2 separate regions of the Cricetulus griseus genome follow, and region 1 is linked to region 2. Evidence: chromatin contacts called from public Micro-C data. All regions are on one chromosome and are shown on one strand. Each heading gives the region's core, a stretch centred on a gene start, on an enhancer-like site or on the middle of the called end of the contact. The rest is flanking DNA. Distances are from core to core; before and after follow the strand shown. Region 1 holds the start of Plxna2 (plexin-A2). Region 2 has its middle 97 kb from the start of Cd34.

The links. A called contact is a pair of places that touch in the nucleus more often than the background predicts.
Region 1: a Micro-C map of the CHO-K1 cell line shows a contact between it and region 2, with 4 times the contacts expected there. The contact joins the promoter of Plxna2 here to the enhancer-like site in region 2. A contact is called at or near these places in 6 of 8 Hi-C or Micro-C datasets (the CHK-Q cell line, the CHL-YN cell line, the CHO-K1 cell line and 2 more).

Annotation. Positions count from the first base shown.
Region 1 is chr5:660,209-662,908 of CriGri-PICRH-1.0, forward strand. Plxna2 (plexin-A2) reads right to left here and starts at 1,302. Exons shown (of 32, transcript XM_027416566.2): 1 at 877-1,302.
Region 2 is chr5:459,119-461,818 of CriGri-PICRH-1.0, forward strand. No RefSeq gene overlaps it. Among named protein-coding and RNA genes, the nearest start is that of Cd34, 97 kb to the left of the region's middle. Within about 2 kb of position 1,308, at least 2 of the 6 cell types and tissues checked have open chromatin away from gene starts, as enhancers often do. A contact at or near this core is called in the CHO-K1 cell line, where this site is marked.

The DNA of each region.
Region 1 (2,700 bases), core at 52-2,551, 200 kb after region 2:
CCCGTCCCTGCCTGACCCGAGTCAGACGGACAGCCAGGTCCACATGGAACCCAAGATCATTAAAATCCACGGCCCGCGCCGGCCGCCTGCCTGTATTCCTGGTGTGGCCCTCGATCAGGTCCGCGCGTCTTCGCCCCGGTCGCCTGCGTACAGGGACCCGGACGCGAAGGGGCGTGGGGTCCGGCAGGGTCCCTCCGGGGAGGCGCAAAGCCGGCTGTCTTCAGGTTTCCCCGGCGCGACTTTCCGGGCTGCTCTGACATCAGCGATCCCGCGCTTCCTTCCCTTCTGCTCCCGGCCTTCTCGGCCTCATTTCCTCCGGGAACGGCTGCCAGTTCTGTCTGCGACCGGGCCCGTACGCTCCCCGCTGCTCCGCGGCTCACGAGTCCACCGGATCTGATCGCTAGTCCTCTGCTGAAGGATCCCGGCAGCTGCGCCCGCCGCCCCCGCTCAGCTCTGCGCGGACAGTGCTGCGCGCGGCGCGGCTAGGCTCGGCTCCGGTGGCGGCGCCCTCAGCCGGCCTCCTATATTACCGCGCAGCTCATTATCATAGAGGCCGTGTTAACCCCCTCCCCGCCCACGCGCCCCGCCCGCGCAGACCGAATCCCCCAGCCTGTCCACCTAAGAACCCGGCTGGGCTACCGTGCTGTGGGCGTTCGCTTCGCTCCTCGGACACCGACAGTAGCCAAGGGGCCAGAAAGGTGCTACCAGGGTCTGGGGACTCAGGTCCGGGCCTGGTGAGTGGGCTGGCTCGGCCTCGGGAGGGGTTCAGAGTGACGAGGGTAAGCCATCCCCTGGCGTGGCATCACCTGTCACCGAGCACAGCCTACCCACCTCCCTCTTCACCTGTGAGCTAGGGATGAGTTCGGAGGGACCTACCTGTCTTGCTGATGGGGTTCTCGGATTTCGGAGGAGCGAATTTTTCCTCACAAATTCCAGAAAGCCAGCGAGCTGTCAAAAGAGGTTTGAAGTTGTTGATAATTATCATTTTTACAATGCGAAGAAGAGCCTGGCTTTGCGTCTCCGGTTTCCTGCTCCATTGGAAACCCTGAATGAAGGGCCTGAGTCGGATAGGTGCTGTTCAGACCAGGGGAGCTGGATCGTTTGCCTTATCCATACCCAGGAGCCCAACTGGTACTGGAAGCAGAGGTTGATGGCTAAGAGGTTAAGACAACTTTAATAACACCAGAAAAAGGATTTTCAATCCTGGGGTGCTTCGGCACCCTCACGGTCTTGATTCCTTGTCTGGTAGTCAGTGTATCTACAGCGGTGGTCACTACTTTTCTGTGAGGGCCTGTGCAAGCTAGACCCCACAATATCTCATGGTCTTCCAGCTCCCTGCTGGAGATTGAGCACACAGAGTTTACTCAACACGTCCAAGTATTTGACAAACGTCCCCTACTGCCCTCTCGTGGCCACACTTTTCAGTGGTTTAAAAACAAAAATGGGGACGTGGGATCATTGCTTCTGAAACCAAATGTTTTGTTGGCTGAAAATCCCAGTAACAGGGCCTTAAAAAAAGAAAGAGAAAGGAAATTAACTCTCACCAGCCATCTCAGAGACACTGGATTATGGAATGTAGGCCTCATTTAGCTTTTTTTTTTTTTTTTTGGTATTTTTTGAGATAGGGTTTCACTATATATCTCTGGCTGTCCTGGAACTCGCTATGTGGACCAAGGTGGCCTCGAACTCATAGAGATCTGCTTGCCTCTGCCTCTCAGGTGCTGAGATCAAAGGTATGTGCCACTATGCGATGCCTGGTTCAATTAATTATTCTTTAAAAATCTGGTTACCTCATTTAAAAGCTCTTCAATTAATTAATTGGTTTAAACTTGTGTCCAGTAAGTACCACTGGCTGTTGCTGACTTTGTCCATTGGAGGCACAAAGAATCTGAATTCCATGATGCACATCTATCTTGTCCTTTGAATTTATGTAGCATTTATTTTTGTTAATACCCCAGGTGATTCAGTCATTCATTCTTCCTGTATTACTGTTTAAGTCTGTATATAAGTGGGTCTTTTTCTCCCTTCCCAAACAATTGTGTTATCCTCTTATTTCTAAGTAAACTAGCTTTAAGGCACAATTTGTTAAGGAAGATTAAAGGTGCTCACAGAATCTAGAACACTTTTGGCATGGTTGTGTTTTGTTTTGTTTTTCGAGACAAGGTTTCTCTGTGGCTTTTGAGACTGTCCTGGAACTAGCTCTTGTAGACCAGGCTGGTCTTGAACTCAGAGATTCGCCTGCCTATGACTCCTGAGTGCTGGGATTAAAGGCATGCGCCACCAACGCCCGGCCACTTTTGGCCTGTTTTTAATGAGGGGGGCATCAGTCTGATCATCCTTCATAGGGCTGAGGTAACTGACTGGTAAGGCTCTTGGTTGAATATCAGGGCCCTTTAATTCTAAACCAAGCAATAAGCAACGGCATGTTCAGGGGGGTATTTAATTTCATCTTGAGATGATTACAATACAATTTAAATAATTTCAGATATAAGTCCCCACCCCCCGTGATCCAGAAATAAACACTTAAAGAAGAATGGGGCACATTAAATGAAAGTGACCCCTCCACACATGCCCATCCTCTTCTCTACTCCCCATGCTTGCCCAGCCAGTCATGAATAAAGAGGCAGAAAGGGAGAGGGTGGGAGAAGGAACACCTGCAGACAGATCACACTGCAGGCTGGGTGACGGGATGCCACCCTA
Region 2 (2,700 bases), core at 58-2,557:
CGCATCTTCATAGCCATGATGGAGCAGAGAAACCTTGCTCTGGATTTGCATCCCAGTGAGGAGCAGAAGATGACTTAATGTTAGCAAGATGGGGATATGCTCCTAAGACAAGCTGTGCTATTGAACACAGTGCATTATTTCCATCCAGGCCCTGGATACAAATATACTAAAATATTAGGGGCTGCTGAGAACTGGGTTGAAAATCTCAAAAATTATTTATTTGAACTTGCAATCCAAATACTCAGGAATTCTTTTTTTTTTGACAAGAAAGGAAAAATTTTTACTTAATTGGGCTAAATACTGAGAAGCATTTCATCAGCAAGTTCAAAGGTGGATGATTCAGCAGTGACTAACAGCATTCTCTATGACAACAGTCATTCTGTAACTTAGTACCTTCTCAGGTATTCTAGGTAAAAGAATCATGAGTTCTGGGCCTGACTGGGATGCATGATCAAATCCTGTCTCCTTTTCTTTATTTGACTGTATAACTTTTCTACAACTCTAGCATACACTGCATATGTGCACATATAATTGTGTAAGAATATCTATATACAAATATGCTCTTGTTTCCAAACTCCTGTTTCATGAGTACCAGGTTCCTTTGTATGTATTGGCTGTCTGTACTAGACTGAAGGTAGAAGTCAGGGATACTCAGCTCACCTGAAAATCTTACTGGTCCTGTTATCTAAAAAGAAGGACTAGAAACTTCTATGTGCTCTTGGTTGGGGCAGGTTCTTGAGTTGTTCTCATTTAATGTGTCTCACCAATAAGAGGGGGAAAATTTCAAACACCATTAGATTGCAGGATAAAAACAGGAAAATAAGAGTAGAAGGGAGGGGGCTTATCACCCTCAGTTTAGATGGAGTCCAAAGATTTCTTCCCCTTAACGTGATTACGGAACTAGAAGTTCTCCTGCTTCTGTGCTCTGTCTTCTCTGTTCCACACCCCCAGTCAAGGGCTGTCTTCATATTCCTTCCCTGGACTGGGTCTTACAACACTCACCGTCTAGTATCTTCCACTTTTAATTTCTGAAGCAGAAATGAAGTCACTACCTTTCAATGCCTAGCTGAAAGTCCCAAAAGTCTTTCAGGATCATCCCAAGAGCAGTGGGAGCAAGGGCCATGTTTCTGCCATCCTCATTTCACCCTAGCACTTAACCCACGAGTGAGTGTTCTTTTAGGGAGGGCTGGTCTTAGGGAGTCTGTTTTCAGAACTCACTCTGGAAAAGAGCCTCAACCCCTGAAGTCCTTGGCTGCCCAGCTTCCCTGGAGCAAGCTGTGTTTTGAGGTTCTGGGGCTAGGGGGCAGTGTTTACCCACTGGTATGACTGGTGCAGATGGTGCGTGCAAGTGTATGGTGAAGATGGATAAGCTCTGACTCTATGGCATTTTCTTATCAAAATAACTCAGTTGCTCTTTCTGAGTATCTGCTTCTTATACACTCCCAAGGTTGTTCTGTACCTACAGGCCTAAAGAACTGTATTTGAAGAGTTAAGCAGATTTTTTATATCCAGTAATCTTTATTTATATATAACAACAGTACAAATTGTGTCCTTGGCTTGCAAAATAGGAGTTTCATATTTACAATAGGTACATGATAATATATTAGATAACAAAACCCCGCTTTATTGGAACATTTTAAATACTTCATTTTATTATTATTTCTTAACACCTGTAAAAACAACAAAATCAGACAATCAGCATTGTACTTTCTTAAAAATAGATATAATACAGATTCCAGTGTGTCACGGGGAGGGATTTGAGTAGGAGGAGGGGATGAGGAGAGGCATCTGGGATCAGGGTCCTCATGTGCCTGTATAAAGAGCTTGTCCCTTTCTCTCCCATACATTCAGGAACTTTGGTCCTGTTTGGTGGGGACCACACTTCCTTATGCCTGGATGCCAAAATGGAGACCAAGAATGTCAAAGTGATGACATGGACTGAGTTCTAGAAGAAGCTTCTCACTTCCTCCATTGGGGCCCTATGGTGCAGGCAGCACAGAGGCAGGGAGGAGGCAGCTCAGTCTGGAGAGATGGTATGGGGAGGAGAGTGAGTTTTGAGTCTGTGCAAGGCAGGAGAATGTCTAGTTTGCTTATTGTATTGAGGCCTGTCCGACAGGCCTTGATCATCTCTCAGGACATTCCCTGGACTAGTTAGAAAGTGCCAACAGAAACTTTACCCTTCATTATAAGCATCATTGGGCCTCAGATGCTAAATCTTCACTGTAGGGAATGAGCAGAAAAGATAAAAGAAAAAGAGATGTGGAGTTATGAATACGACGCCACAGTCTTCTCCAAGAACATTCCGGAGACAAGGATCAGGAGGACCTGACCATCTACTCCCAGGCCTCCTCCTGGGACATCATAAGACCTTCCCCATGTCCTGGGTCCCTGAAGCCACTTTGCATTTCTTCACCCTCATAGCCCGCTGTGTCGCAATTCTTCCCTGTTTGTGTCCAGACTGCAGGACTCTTAGCCAGGACACGATGTGGTTGGAACCCTTTTTAGAGTAGCTGCAGGCTTATTACCAGGCAGCACATGAGATAATGGATGCGGCAGTTGTGCGGTACCTGGAACTGGGTGGCTAGGAGTTTCCAGCCTTCTGTGTTTGTGTCAGACCACTTGCACAGACACCATTGCTTTTAATCATTTTGGTGGAAATGAAAGGAGAGGTTCGTAAGCAACAAAGCTGTGCAGACTAAA